Regions from separate parts of the Mus musculus genome. Here region 2 is linked to region 1. A link is a contact called in public Hi-C data. All regions are on one chromosome and are shown on one strand. Each heading gives the region's core, a stretch centred on a gene start, on an enhancer-like site or on the middle of the called end of the contact. The rest is flanking DNA. Distances are from core to core; before and after follow the strand shown.

Region 1 (7,326 bases), core at 3,945-6,444:
TTAATTTTATTTTTTACTTTATTATTAAAAATATTTTGAAATAAATTAAAACACACACACACAAAATTAGCCAGACCCAAATACTATACAAGTTGATTAAGTTACGGCAGTTAGAACTGTCATTTTAAAAGGAAGCTGTGAAGCTCCACATTAATTTTATGTACTTACCCACCACTAAAAGAAAAAAACCATTTTCCATTGCTTGTATCCACTTTTCCCTTATTCTCTTATATTTGCTTTTCTTCATGTTATACTGTATATATAATGTGCATTTGTATACATATTACTGACTAGATTCTACATGAGACAGAAAATGTCAAGTTTTTAAAAGAACAAATTTATATAAACGCCAGTGCTAAAACTATATTAATGATGAGGGACTAAATGCAGTTTCATAGTATCTGGCATGAACAAGAATATAGAACCTCTCTCAATTTGGTCGCCTGTTTATTGACTTAAAGAATCTGCTCAAAAGTGCAAATAGAAAATTTCTTGATTAGAAACAAATAATAAATGTTATACTATCAGTTGAAATGAATTTTGTATATACGAAAACCTAATATATACGAATATGTGTTGTATATACGAACACATACACACACCACAACTATTAGAATAAACAAATGCAGAACGAATTCAAGATACAAGACCAGTATAAAATGAGGTGGAATGAGGAGACTGCTACGGAGTTAAAGTGCTTGATGCAAAGCACTTTGGACTGGTGTTCCAGTTTCCAGAACTCACTTAAAACCTAAGGATGGATAGTGGCTATCTAGAATTCCAGCATTTAGAGGTAAAATAGATCAATGGATCCCCAGGGTAACTGGGTACCTAAACTAGATGGTATTGACTAGCCGTGTGGCTAGGTTCAGCAAGAACGAATATATATATATACAACACACATACCAAAAATATATTTTATATGCTACAATCAAAATCTAAAACATTCATTTATAAGAAATATAAATAGAATATAAATACTTAGTAATACATTTAAAAAAAGGAAGTACATGACTTGGGCACCAAAATCATCAGTTAATGTACAAAACATCATTGAAAGAAAGTTAAAGATGGAAGACTGAAATTGTTAAGATGGTCATATTCTCCAAAATAATATTCATATTCAGTATATCATGATATTAGCTGCTGGTGTTTTGTTGTCTTGGTTTTTGTTGTTGTTGTTTATTCATTGGTTTTGTTTGTAGAAATTGGCAGCTTGGACATGGAACTTAAGTTGTAGAGCTGGAGAGATGCCTCAGCAATTGCTAGTGCTAGCGCTTGCTACTCTTGCAGTAGTTCTGGCCTGGTTCCTTACACCAGCATTGGGCAGCCTATAACTGTAGTTCCAGGTACAAGGGATCTGTCACCTCACGTCTGAGGGTGCTAGGCATTCACACATACTACACATAAAATAAAAATAAATATTTTTCTAAAACGATATATGTGGAAAGTTGGAAGGAAGCCAGACAGATAGGTTTCACTGCAATAAAATTTAGTGTACAGAAAAATAGTCCTTACAGAGGGGTTCATTTGATTTTGAGAGTGATGGTAAGATGGAAAATGCAATACAGAAAGGATAGTCTTCAAATAAAATATCAGGACAACTAGATAGATATATACATACGAAAGCATAAAATTGAGCCCTACCGCATACCATATACAATATGTAACTTTAAATGGACCATGAGCCTGAGTGTGGGATCTTACTCAGTGGAACTCATAGAGGAGGTTAGATTGGATTAGATGGAGGTTTCTAGGGTCAGCAAAGCATACGGGAAAAAGTTAGATTTCATTAAACCTAAATGTATATGCTTCAGAGAACAAAAGTAAGATCTGAAGAGACACCAAAAATTGAGAAATGATTTCCAAATCAAATATTTAAGGAAGAATTTGTATCTAAAATATTTTTAAAAAGAGATGAATAAAAGTGGTGAAAAGATTTAAATAGATATTTCTTTGCCCAAACAGGATACTAAAACAGTCAGTAAGCACACAAAGATATAGATTAATGGCGTATTCAGCCATCATCAGAGATGCTTCCTCCTACTAGAGATGGGAAAAAATACAGAGACCCAAGCCCCAAATAGTATGGGTGCACACACGCACACACAGGAAGAGGGAGAGAGATAGACAGACAGACAGAAACAAAAACTTTGAAACACAGCTCTAAATGGGATGTGTCCATCAAATCCATCCACTCAGAACTCAGGAAACTGCCAGGAAGAGGAGGCAATGAGTGTAATCTGCAGGAGATGTTGGACATCCAGGGAACAGGGCCCTCTTAAATCAACTAAGCAAGTCATATATGAAGTCACAGGGACTGAAGCAGGAAAAGCAGATCCTGCATGGATCCACACTGGGTCCTCTGCATGTATATTGTTTTTCCATTTAGCATTTTCATGGAGCTTTAGTGTTTGTGTACCAGTGAGCCTCTGATCTTGAGCCTGCTTTTAGGCTCCTTTCCTTCTATTGGTTTGCCTTGTCTAACTTCAATATGGTGGGTTTTTTTTTTATCTTATTATATCTTATTTCTTATGTTATCCCTTAGAAGTATCTTCCTTTCTAATGAAAGAAAAGGGAGTGGACCTCTATGGCAGGGGAGCTGGAGAGCAACCCGGAGGACTAAAGTGAGGGGAAATTAATCAGGATGTATTGTATGAGGAAATCTATTTTAAATAAATTGGAAGTGGTAACATCATTAGAAATTTGGGAAATTCAATTCAGAATCAAAATGGGAAGCTGACACCTATAGAATTGATTGAAGTAAAAAAGGGGCAGTAATAGTTATTGGCAAAGGTTTGACAAAATTGAACTTTCTGTTCTGACCTCTGAGCATACTAGGCATTCACACATCCACTTTGAAAAACCCTTTGGCCATTCCTCAAAAGGCTTGCCATAAAATTAGCCTATGACCTCAGCAATAGTATTCTAGCAGTATGCCCAAGAGAATTTGGGAAACAAATCTACATAAAAGTTGATACAATTTCTATATGGCAAAGTATTATTTGACCATAAGAATGAATGGTTTGTAGATGCTGCAACATCAGTTACAATTAAAAGCCTGCTGAGCACTGGGCATATGTGCTAGAAACAGAACATGGGTCCTGTAGAAGAGCAGCAAACAATCTTAGCCTCTGAGTCATCTCTACGGCCCCCATAATAAACTCTTTTTTTCTACCAATGATGAAGTCAGTAAATGCTTTTTCACATTTGTAGAAGACACACTCTTAAGCTCAAAGCAGAATGAAAAGCTTTAAAATAGGGTGTCAGCATACCAAACAAATTATTCCGACCATACATAGTTGTAGTTCCTAAGTTTAAAGGTAAGGTATTCATTTTTAGTACGGGCTATAATTGAATGTGAGATTCTTCTGTCCCAGCCTCTGGAGTGATGTGATTATAGCCATACACAACGTTTTTCTTCTTATGAGACAGACTCCCATCTCCCAGGATGGTCTGTCTGACTGAGGACGACCTTGAACTCCTTATCTTCCTGCCTCTGCTTCCTGAGTGCTAGAATTTCAAATCGATGGTACCAGATCTTTTCTATGGATGCTAGGTATTCAACCCAGGGCTTCATGTAGAGTAGGCTCACATCCTACCAAATGAGCTACATCTTATCATCCTGTTATGCAGAGTTTAAAAAATGAAGTGAAATAAAGCTGTACTGGGGTAAAGAAAAAGAGTGGAGAGGAATAATATATAAATGTAGGTAGCCATGTTTATATCAGACAAGGCACAATTGAAGACAAAGGGGTTGAATTTTATGCAAAGTCATTTATAGCAGTGAATATAGTTAAGATAAAACAAACTAATGATAAAGCAGAGAAGGTAACAGTGGCCTCACAGTTTTGGTTAAAATAACTTAGATCCAAGTGAAATGTGGATTTAGCAACTATTGTCTTTAAATTGCTACAGGTTAGCAGTCAACCCACAGGGAAGTGTGTCTGATTACTGAATCAAAATGCCAGTGTGCCACCGTCTCCACTATGCCCAGTTGTTTTACACTTAGCTAATTTCTTGCCTGTGACCTTTATCACCCAGGGGATAGGGAAATATAAGTCCCAAGGAATGGAATTCACAACAATGGAAATTGTGAGTGAGCAATAAGAACAATGTAGAACAATTATACATAATTCAAAGTGATAAAGATGGCAAATGTGCTACTTGATCATCTTTTACCATAAATTTTTGCCTATAAAACTTTAGATGAAGAAGGAGATAGTTCTAAGGCTGAAACTCTGAAGCATGGAGATCTTTAAAGGACAGTGCATCTGCATTCACTTGGCTTTGTGTTACAAAACAATGCCGCCTTGGACATTTTTAAATCACTGTTTTAAAATCACCACTTGCTTTTTGATTAAAGATGTCACCTTTGATTAAAATACCCAGCTTCATTTCCTCTCATTGTGTTCGTGGGTATTCAGTACTCTAATTTACCCTGTTTGGAAATTTTCTCATTTTGATTTTGTATGCCTCCATGGCCACAAAGCATGTTAAGACACCTGGGCTTTTCATGCTCAGAGTCATAAATCCAGCTAGCTAGCTGGCATAAATAATCCATCACTGAAAATCATCTATCATATGGAATGTGCCACAGTAATTGCTCTCAGTACCTAGACAGCATTTTTCTTAAAATATACACTAGTCCTTTGCTCAGGCTATAGCTCAGAGGTAGAGAACATACCCAGTATACACAAAGCCCGAGGTTCGATCCCCAGCAAGAACATTAAAAAGTACATTCAACATCTTAAGTATTTACCTCTCTCCTTCTCTTCAGAATGGCCATGTAACAAAATCCTGTAACAAGATCTTATCAGTCAAATGGGTAGAGAATTCCCACAGGGGAGTTTACCCTGTGGCACAGTCACTAAGCTCCCAAATCCAGCCAGCTCCCTGGATGGAAAACTCACTATATTCATCTGTTCATGCCTTCAGCCTGGTTCAAAAGCAGTTTTGTTTAAGCAATGTGCTTACATTTCTGTACATTGCTACTTTATATGTGTGTTCAGTGTTCAGACAAATTGACAATGATTCAGTAATAGAAAGCAAGAGAGACAGGAATGAAGAGCCCTATGGAATTAGGAAAACCAAATATTGATTGAAGTATTCTGATAGTAATCCCCAGAGAGGCATGAGGTTAGGGTGGTGCTCACTGAGTTAGCTGGGTGAATGAAGGACCAGCCTGGAGACTTCAAATGATGATCAGCATGTGTGACAAAGAGCACAAATTCTTGCATTTCCATTGAGAGGGGATGGTAACACTCTCCCTAAAGCTTCCATACAACTTGTTTTGAGTGTGTGTGTATGTGTGTGTGTGTGTGTGTGTGTGTGTGTGTGTGTGTGTGTGTGTATTAAGAAGCAAAATTATAGATATTGGTAAAGAGAGTGACTTATTTTCAGAGAAAGGAAAGTAAAACTAAACCTTTGCTTCCTCCACACAGCTGCTTTGACTCTTTTTCCATCTATGGGAACCGTTCATGCAGAAATGCTTGAGATGGGCGGAGGAATACATTATATGTTGTATAAGCTTTCTCTCTTTGCAGTTAAGCTCATAAAGCTGTATGAAAAGTTGTTTTCCAGCCATGAAATAGTAAGAAAGAACAAAATGACTCCAAGGAAAATTAATGAAGCAAAGGAGATGACACAGAACTATAGAGTTATGCTCACGTTTTTCTGGTATCTGTATGCTATACAGAAGCAGTTCTTGGTATGTGAACTGACAGTGGATAGTTTTAAGGAGCCAGTGCATGTCTTGTTTAGGGAAAATTCAGAAAATGGTATTGTTTTTCGAGACACTAACTTTACTATGACTTAAAGCACTGTGCCAATGTCTATATATATCTTATCCCCTTGATTTTTATGACTGTCCTATGAGTCAATTATTGGTTTAATTCCCATTACTATAATGAGGAAAGTGACAGAAAAAAATTTCTTAGGTTACCCCTGGGATCACCCTATCATATCGATTTTATGATTGTTTCTCCCTAAGACATGCTCCTGCAAGCCGACCATGATTTCAAAAGTAACTAAAGTCGTTGGTGAATTTCTGTAAATTACTTCAGGGTTTGCTTACATTCTGCAACTATGAATTTCTAAAAGTAGAAAAGTATGTGAGCTCATTATATTTGGAAGCCAATTAAAATATTAATGAAAGTCATGATACGAACAATGATGTTCAAAGGTTTCTAAAGTCCCCTTTTTGTTTTGCAAGCATGAGGACATGAACTCAGTTCCAAAACCACATAAAAGCCAAGCCTGGGAGCACAGGCCTGTCATCTGGTGAAGCAAAGACAGGAAGAAAGACCCGAGGCTTGTCCACTAGCTAATCTAGTTGAATCAATGAATGCCAGATTCATTCAGAGACACTGTTGCAAATGGTAAGGAGGAGAACAGTTGAGGAAAATACTTCCTGTTGATGTTTGGCCTCCCGATGTACTAGCACACAAGCACACATGCATGTGAACCTCTGCATGCATGCACTTATGTACACATGAACATGTGCACATATATAGTTCTAATTTCAGACAAATCAAGACTCTATTAAAACACAGCATGGTTATTTTAAGTCAGATATCAAAACTGGCAACTTTGTAACCGAAAACTGCCTTACATTATGAAATAAATATGCCTAGCAGAATTTCTATTTTAAGGAAAACAATGTCTCTAGGTAAAATATAGCCTCTTCACTGCCCAAGACTCTTTGTGTGTCTATATTGATCCTATGACATTGCAAGCTTCTGAGTTTTTTTTTTTCAGTTTTATGAGCCCATTCATACATTTAATATATTCTTGCATTCATCAGTGTTTTGTTGCAATGAGCAACATGTAAAAGAAATTATTTAAAGGAGGAAAGGTTTAACTTACGGTTTTAAAGGTTTCAGAGGTCTAAAGCCAGCTGGCTTCATAGTTTTGGGACTGAGTCAAAGCAGAATTAATGACTGAAGGAGATAGTGACAGTGGATGCTTATCTCACAGAGACAGTAAAATGGTTACTGTTGGATTGCTAACTTGACAGAATAGAGAACTAGTTAGAAGATAGCTACTGGACATATATTGATGGGTGGTCTTGATGGGTTATCTTGACTGAGTTAATTGAGGTAGGAAGGCCTGCCCACTATGGGTGGCAACATTCCCTGGGTGGGTGCTAAACTATATAAGTGAAAGTGGAAGCTGAGCAGCAGCATGCATCCATTGGTCTCTCTTCCTGTGCATCTATAATAATGTGATCACTGGCTTCAAGCTCATGCCACTTTTACTTCTTCACCGTGATAAACTATAAACTTGACCTGTGAGCCAGGATAAACTCTCCCTTAAGTTGATCTT
Region 2 (7,089 bases), core at 4,090-6,589, 170 kb after region 1:
TTAATAAAGCTTTTCACAGTCTAAGTATTATGCAAAAACTAATATATAAATGTGTACATATAAAACTACCACCATAACTTTCAAGGAGGTCAAGAGTGAAAATTACTACTTACTGGGGCAGACAAGAGCAAAATCCAGAGTTTTAGGTCAGCATGGGTAGCATAGAAAGATCCAGAGAAAATAGACAGTGCAGGAAGGAGCACACTGGCATTCAATAATAAAGTCTTGAAGGTTACAATACATTATTATGAACCATCAGAATCTCACTAAGTCATTTCAACAGAGCTCTTGGAAGTATGTCTCTTAAAAAAAGAAACCGGTTCCGGGACTCCAACAAAAGTAGTCTGCACAGGTGACAGTGTGCACCACAGAAGCTAACAGCTTCTGGGACAGGTGGGAGCCACAGAACTTCTGAGGCAGTGCCCTTTTCGGGCTCTAGACATCCGGCCACCTTCCCAGCCAGAGGACAGGTGTCCACCCAGCCCAGGAGTGATTTCCCTCATGCATCTGCATGAGCCATCTTGGTTCCAGGACTCCACCAAAAGTAGTCTGCACAGGTGAGAGTGTGCACTACAGAAGCTAACAGCTTCTGGGGTAGGCCAAAGCAACATAGCTTCTGGGAAAGGTCCTGTTTTGGGCCTTCATCTTCAGCCAGGAGGGAGGTTCGAATGCCGGATATCTGTGCACATTCCCTGTAAGAGGAGAGCTTGCTTGCAGAGAGTGCTCTGACCACTGAAACTCAGGAGAGATCTAGTCTCCCAGGTCTGCTGATAGAGGGTAACAGAATCACCAGAGGAACAATCTCTAAACAGAGATAACTATAACAACTAAACTCCAGAGATTGCCAGATGGTGAAAGGTAAAGGTAAGAATCTTACTAACAGAAACCAAGACCACTCACCATCATCAGAACCCTGCATTCCCACTTCACCCAGTCCTGGGCACCCCAACACACGCGAAAAGCTAGACCTAGATTTAAAAGAATATCTCATGATGATGGTAGAGGACACCAAGAAGGACTTTAATAACTCACTTAAAGAAAGACAGGAGAACACTGCTAAACAGGTAGAAGACATTAAAGAGGAAGCACAAAAATACCTTAAAGAATTGCAGAAAAACACAACCAAACAGGTGATGGATTTGAATAAAACCATCCAAGACCTAAAAAGGGAAGTAGACACAATAAAGAAAACCCAAAGTGAGGCAACGCTGAAGATAGAAACCCTAGGAAAGAAATCTAGAACCATAGATGTGAGCATCAGCAACAGAATAAAAGAGACAGAAGAGAGAATCTCAGGTGCAGAAAATTCCATAGAGAACATCGGCACAACAATCAAAGAAAATGGAAAATGCAAAAAGATCCTAACTCAAAACATCCAGGAAATCCAGGACAAATGAGAAGACCAAACCTATGGATAATAGGAGTTAATGAGAATGAAGATTTTCAACTCAAAGGACCGGCAAATATCTTCAACAAAATTATAGAAGAAAACTTCCCAAACCTAAAGAAAGAGATGCCCATGAACATACAAGAAGCCTACAGAACTCCAAAGAGACTGGACCAGAAAAGAAATTTCTCTTGACACAAAATAATCAGAACAACAAATGCAATAAATAAAGATAGAATATAAAAAGCAGTAAGAAGAATAGAATTGAAGACCCAGAAATGAACCCACATACCTATGGTCACGTGATCTTTGACAAGGGAGCTAAAACCATCCAGTGGAAAAAAGACAGCATCTTCAACAAATGGTGCTGGCACAACTGGTGGTTATCATGTAGAAGAATGGGAATTGATCCATTCCTATCTCCTTGTACTAAGGTCAAATCTAAGTGGATTAAGGGACTCCACATAAAATCAGAGACACTGAAACTTATAGAGGAGAAACTAGAAAAAAACCTCAAAGATATGGGTATAGGGGAAAAATTCCTGAATTGAACAGCAAGGGCTCATGCTTTAAGATCGAGAATTGATAAATGGGACCTCATAAAGTTGCAAAGCTTCTGCAAGGCAAAAGACACAGTCAATAAGACAAAAAGGCTACAAACAGATTGGGAAAGGATCTTTACCTATCCTAAATCAGATAGGGGACTAATATCCAATATATATAAAGAACTCAAGAAGGTGGACTCCAGAAAATCAAATAACCCCATTAAAAATGGGGCTCAGAGCTGAACAAAGAATTCTCTCCTGAGGAATACCGAATGGCAGAGAAGCACCTGAAAAAATGTTCAACATCCTTAATCATCAGGGAAATGCAAATCAAAACAACCCTGAGATTCCACATCACACCAGTCAGAATGGCTAAGATCAAAAATTCAGGTGACAGCAGATGCTGGCGAGCATGTGGAGAAAGAGGAACACTCCTCCATTGTTGGTGAGATTGCAAGCTTGTACAACCACTCTGGAAATCAGTCTGTTGGTTCCTCAGAAAATTGGACATAGTCCTCCCAGAGGATCCTGCAATACCTCTCCTGGGCATATATCCAGAAGATTTTCCAACAGGTAAGAAGGACACATGCTCCACTATGTTTATAGCATCCTTATTTATAATAGCCAGAAGCTGGAAAGAACCCAGATGCCCCTCGACAGAGGACTGGATACAGAAAATGTGGTATATTTACACAATGGAGTACTACTCAGCTATTAAAAGGAATGAATTTATGAAATTCCTAGACAAATGGATGGACCTGGAGGGCATCATCCTGAGTGAGGTAACCCAATCACAAAGGAACTCATACAATGTGTACTCACTGATAAGTGGATATTAGCCCAGAAACTTAGGATACCCAAGATATAAGATACAATTTGCTAAACGCATGAAACTCAAGAAGAACGAAGATCAAAGTATGGACACGTTGCCCCTTCTTAGAATTGGGACCAAAACACCCATGGAAGGAGTTACAGAGACAAAGTTTAGAGCTGAGACGAAAGGATGGACCATCTAGAGACTGCCATATCCGTGGATCCATCCCATAATCAGCTTCCAAACACTGACACCATTGCATACACTAGCAAGATTTTGCTGAAAGGACCCAGATATAGCTGTCTCTTGTGATACTATGCCAGGGCCTAGCAAACATAGAAGTGGATGTTCGCAGCCAGCTATTGGATGGATCACAGGGCCCCCAATGGAGGAGCTAGAGTAAGTACCCAAGGAGCTAAAGGGATCTGCAACCCTATAGGTGGAACAACATTATGAACTAACTAGTACCCCGGAGCTCTTGACTCTAGCTGCATATGTATCAAAAGATATCCTAGGTAGCCATCACTGGAAAGACAGGCCCATTGTACTTGCAAACTTTATATGCCCCAGTACAGGGGAACACCAGGGCCAAAAAGTGGGAGTGGGTGTGTAGGGGAGTGGGGGGAGGGTATGGAGGACTTTTGGGATAGCATTGGCAATGTAAATGAGGAAAACACCTAATAAAAAATTAAAAAAAAGAAACCACTAGACAGACAGAGAATAGGCTCATTGTTTAAGAGCACTCACTGCTCTTCCAGAGGTCCTGAGTTCAGTTCCCAGCAATCATATGATGACTCATAACCATCTGCAATGGGATCCAATGCTCTCTTCTGGTATGTCTGAAGACATACATTGTACTCATATACATGAAATAAATAAAATCATTTTTTAAGAAAAAGTAAAGAAAATAAAACATTATATGGAATTCCAATGAAAGAAACAGATCAGTGATCAACCTCCCAAGTAGCTGGGATTATGGATGTGGTCATCATGGCCAGCAAGAATTATATTTTTATGTGTATGACAAATAGATTGATTTGAAGTTAGTTTTGACTGAAATCCTTTCCCCAATGTCTAGTTCTCTAAAGCAGGAATATCTATGGGAGAGTTTTTTTATGCTTTTGGCAAACAGCAGTTTCTCAGCCCCAGAAGCACTGACAGGGAAGAACAGATGAGACTCATCACCTCCCATTCCTTTGAGCATCTTTAAACAGTTAATGTTTCTTAGGAGGGGTGCATCATTTTCTTCACTGAGAAAGGCACTGATAAGTTATCCATGCTCTAGTAAGTAAACTCTTACCCACACTCACTTGAGAAACTCAAATCAAACTCCATGTGCCCTGTACACACAAAGCATCCAAGTAGAATGGAGACTTGTAAAGGAGAAGGTATTACAAGGAGAGGGAGAGGAGATGGTTTTACCAGGAGGAGAAAGTGATTGAACAAGGAGAATAGGAAATGAAAATGGTTGACATTCATTGTATACATGTACGAAACTTTCCAAGACTTATTTTTTTATATTTTTATTGGTTTGTTTTTTATTTACATTTCAAATGCTATTCCCCCTTCCAAGTTTCCCCTCACAACCTCCTATCCCTTCCCCCACCTCCTGCCTCTGTGAGGGTGCTCTCACAACTCCCCACTCCCCCGACTCGTGCCTCAGTGCCCTAGCCTTTCCCTATCCTGGGTCATTGAGCCTCCATAGACCCAAGGGCCTTTTCTCCCATTGATGCCAGAAAAGGCTATCCTCTGCTACATATCCAGCTGGAGCCATGGGTCTCTCCCATGTGTACTCTGTTTGTGGAGAATGAGATACAAAGTGCATGCCTTCAGAACTTGCATTTTATTGGTTGATAAAGTTAAAAATGTAATGTGTCCTAAGTATCTAGTAGACACCCTGATCAAAACTGCTGGGTCAATAAAAATAAAATGTGACATTTGCTCCTTCTGTGCAAAGAGGTTAGATGTTTGCTTTGAAATAAAGCATATTTCTTTTGTATTATGAACAAGGAAGAACCCCTTGTCTTCAAAAGTGTTTTATTTGCACAAAGGTCAAGCAGGAATTAACTATATCTAACTTGTTCCTTCGACTTCTAAATTCATAGAGGAAAAGGAAGAAACCAAATACCAAAAGACATTTTGTACAAGTTTCACTTCAACAAAACCAAACGCACAATATTTCAAAAATAGAAATGGCTTCTCATTACCCAATGCCTTTGTTTCCTCTATGAACTCCCATAGCTGTTCCCTAAGAATCTGCCAGCCACACCTTCTGAGGAAGCAGGTAGACAACGTTAGCTCTCTGTCCTCTCCTCCAAACCCACTCCTCCATTCTCACCCCATCTCTGATGCACGATCTTCTGTGGCCTCTCCATACTCTCTGCTTCCATTCTCTAGAAATTAGGCAGGTCTTGGTGGAACATGCTGCTTTCTTCCCTCTTGTGGACCCCACAGATCCTCTTCCTAGCCTATCCCCATTCCTAAGTGTCAGCCTCCAATACCTAGAAACATGTTCTACCAGTGGCCACCCCTGCCAGAGACTCAGAAGCACTCCTTACCAGGCAACTCACAGCCACCACATTCTCATAAGAACCAGAGAGAGGAACAGAAACTAAGTAGCAGAGGCCCTACCTAACAAAGACAAGACCAGATATCCACACCTAGAATTACAGTCATCCTAATTCCAGATGCTTAGAAACCAGCACAAAAGCAGAATCAATAACAGCCAGGACAGCATGTCTCCAATAGAGTCCAGCAAGCTTATTACACTAGCCACTGAGCAAAGCAATATAACTAAAGCACAAGATAAGGACTTCAAAATAACCTTTAGAAATATATTAGAGGTTTTTAAGGAAAGTATGAATAAATTCACTAATGAAATGCATGGAAACATAAACAGTGTAATGAAATAAAGAACAGAGTTCAAGACATGAAAATGGAAATAGAATTAATAAAGAAAACACAAGGTGATGTAAAACAGGAAATGAAAAATTTAGGAACTGAAAAAGAAACTTCATAGGTATGTCTCAGACTAGAAGAAATGGAAGAGAGAATCTTCGGCATTGAATACAAGATAGAAAATTGGGTACCTTTAGTCAACAAAAATATTAAATGTAAAACCCTGGCCTCCAATAGAAGCACAGATGATGGACGTTCACAGTCTCTGGGCACTGCATGGACTGAAAGCATCAGCACTGCCTGCTGCTGCAGCACAGACTGACTGTGGACACCAGCAAGTCCCCAGCTGTAGTGCAGATCATGGATACCAACATGGCTTCTGGGCGACAGCATGAACCTTGAAGGGCTTTCAAAGAATCTCAATCCAGAAAATGAACCATTCTCTCTCCAGGCATCCTGTTGTTGCTCAGAGTCAGGGTGATAATGTGACTGGGCAGCATGCTTAGGGTCAGAGCCTGAACAAGGTCCAGGCTGTGCACCACCACCCTGCCAGCCCTACTTTGCAAGAACATACTCTCCTTTCCACCTCAGCCCTCTCCCACACCTGTCACTGCCATTGCATCTCAAGTTTTGCATCTCTGTACTATGCCTTACCTCCTCCTACTCCTCTATCTGTCCTACCTCTCCATCATATATTGTTCATTGAAGTTGAAGTCGCATTGGAAACTGCCGTGTATCATACAGAATCTTCTTTTTCTGCCTCAAAAGTTTTACATGCAAATAATAATTTCACCTAAAAGTTGGTCTGGCTTGACCTTTCTAGAGCACTGTGTACACTGGACCATCGCTGACACTCATTTCAGATATTGTGTGCTGCTGCCCAGGGTCAGGGTGACCTTGTTCTAAGCAGAGTCCAAGGGTCAGATCCACGAGAGCTCCAGGCCACCACACATTTCCCTGCCTGTGGTGCAGCTATCCCAAGGCTCCCTGAGCACTATTGTGCCTGCAGCCTATTGGTGGTGCCATAGCCCCACATTCTCCTCCTCCCATCAAGGCAAGTCATAGAGACTGCAGCTGCAGTGGGTGGCAGCTCACTGCTGCCTGGCCACCCAGCAAAGAGCTGTCTCTATTCAGTAATGACATTTTCCTAAGGAGCTCCAGGCTGAAGTATACCTCCCTGTCTTAGGTGCCACAACCTTTGCACTTGAAGCCTGTAGGAAACACCTCAGCCTCTTTCTCCCCTTCTTTCAGTAGGATGAGCAGCAGCAGGGGCTCCATGCTGTGGGCCAGCATCGAGGAACGACTTGTTCTTTGACCCTGACACCACACTCTTCCATAGCTCTCCCATATCGTTCCCTCACTTCTCTAGTTCCACCATTCCCTGCCATACCCACGCTGTTTGGGCTCTGCTGCACCATCCTTTCTTCCAGTCCTATGAGACCACT

What was found. Hi-C and Micro-C count contacts between places; a contact is called where the count stands out from the background.
Region 2: a Hi-C map of centroblasts shows a contact between it and region 1, with 1.6 times the contacts expected there. The contact joins two enhancer-like sites. A contact is called at or near these places in 4 of 39 promoter capture datasets (the C10 cell line, the HPC-7 cell line, embryonic stem cells and 1 more), 1 of 484 Hi-C or Micro-C datasets (centroblasts), 1 of 115 datasets of contacts at active chromatin or transcription factors (embryonic stem cells) and 1 of 9 other capture datasets (liver).

The regions. Positions count from the first base shown.
Region 1 is chr3:75,568,812-75,576,137 of GRCm38.p6, forward strand. All of the region lies in intron 1 of Serpini1 (serine (or cysteine) peptidase inhibitor, clade I, member 1), which reads left to right. Among named protein-coding and RNA genes, the nearest start is that of Serpini1, 15 kb to the left of the region's middle. Within about 2 kb of position 5,195, at least 22 of the 459 cell types and tissues checked have an H3K27ac peak or open chromatin away from gene starts, as enhancers often do. A contact at or near this core is called in centroblasts, where this site is marked.
Region 2 is chr3:75,738,927-75,746,015 of GRCm38.p6, forward strand. No RefSeq gene overlaps it. Among named protein-coding and RNA genes, the nearest start is that of Gm25846, 28 kb to the left of the region's middle. Within about 2 kb of position 5,340, at least 43 of the 459 cell types and tissues checked have an H3K27ac peak or open chromatin away from gene starts, as enhancers often do. A contact at or near this core is called in centroblasts, where this site is marked.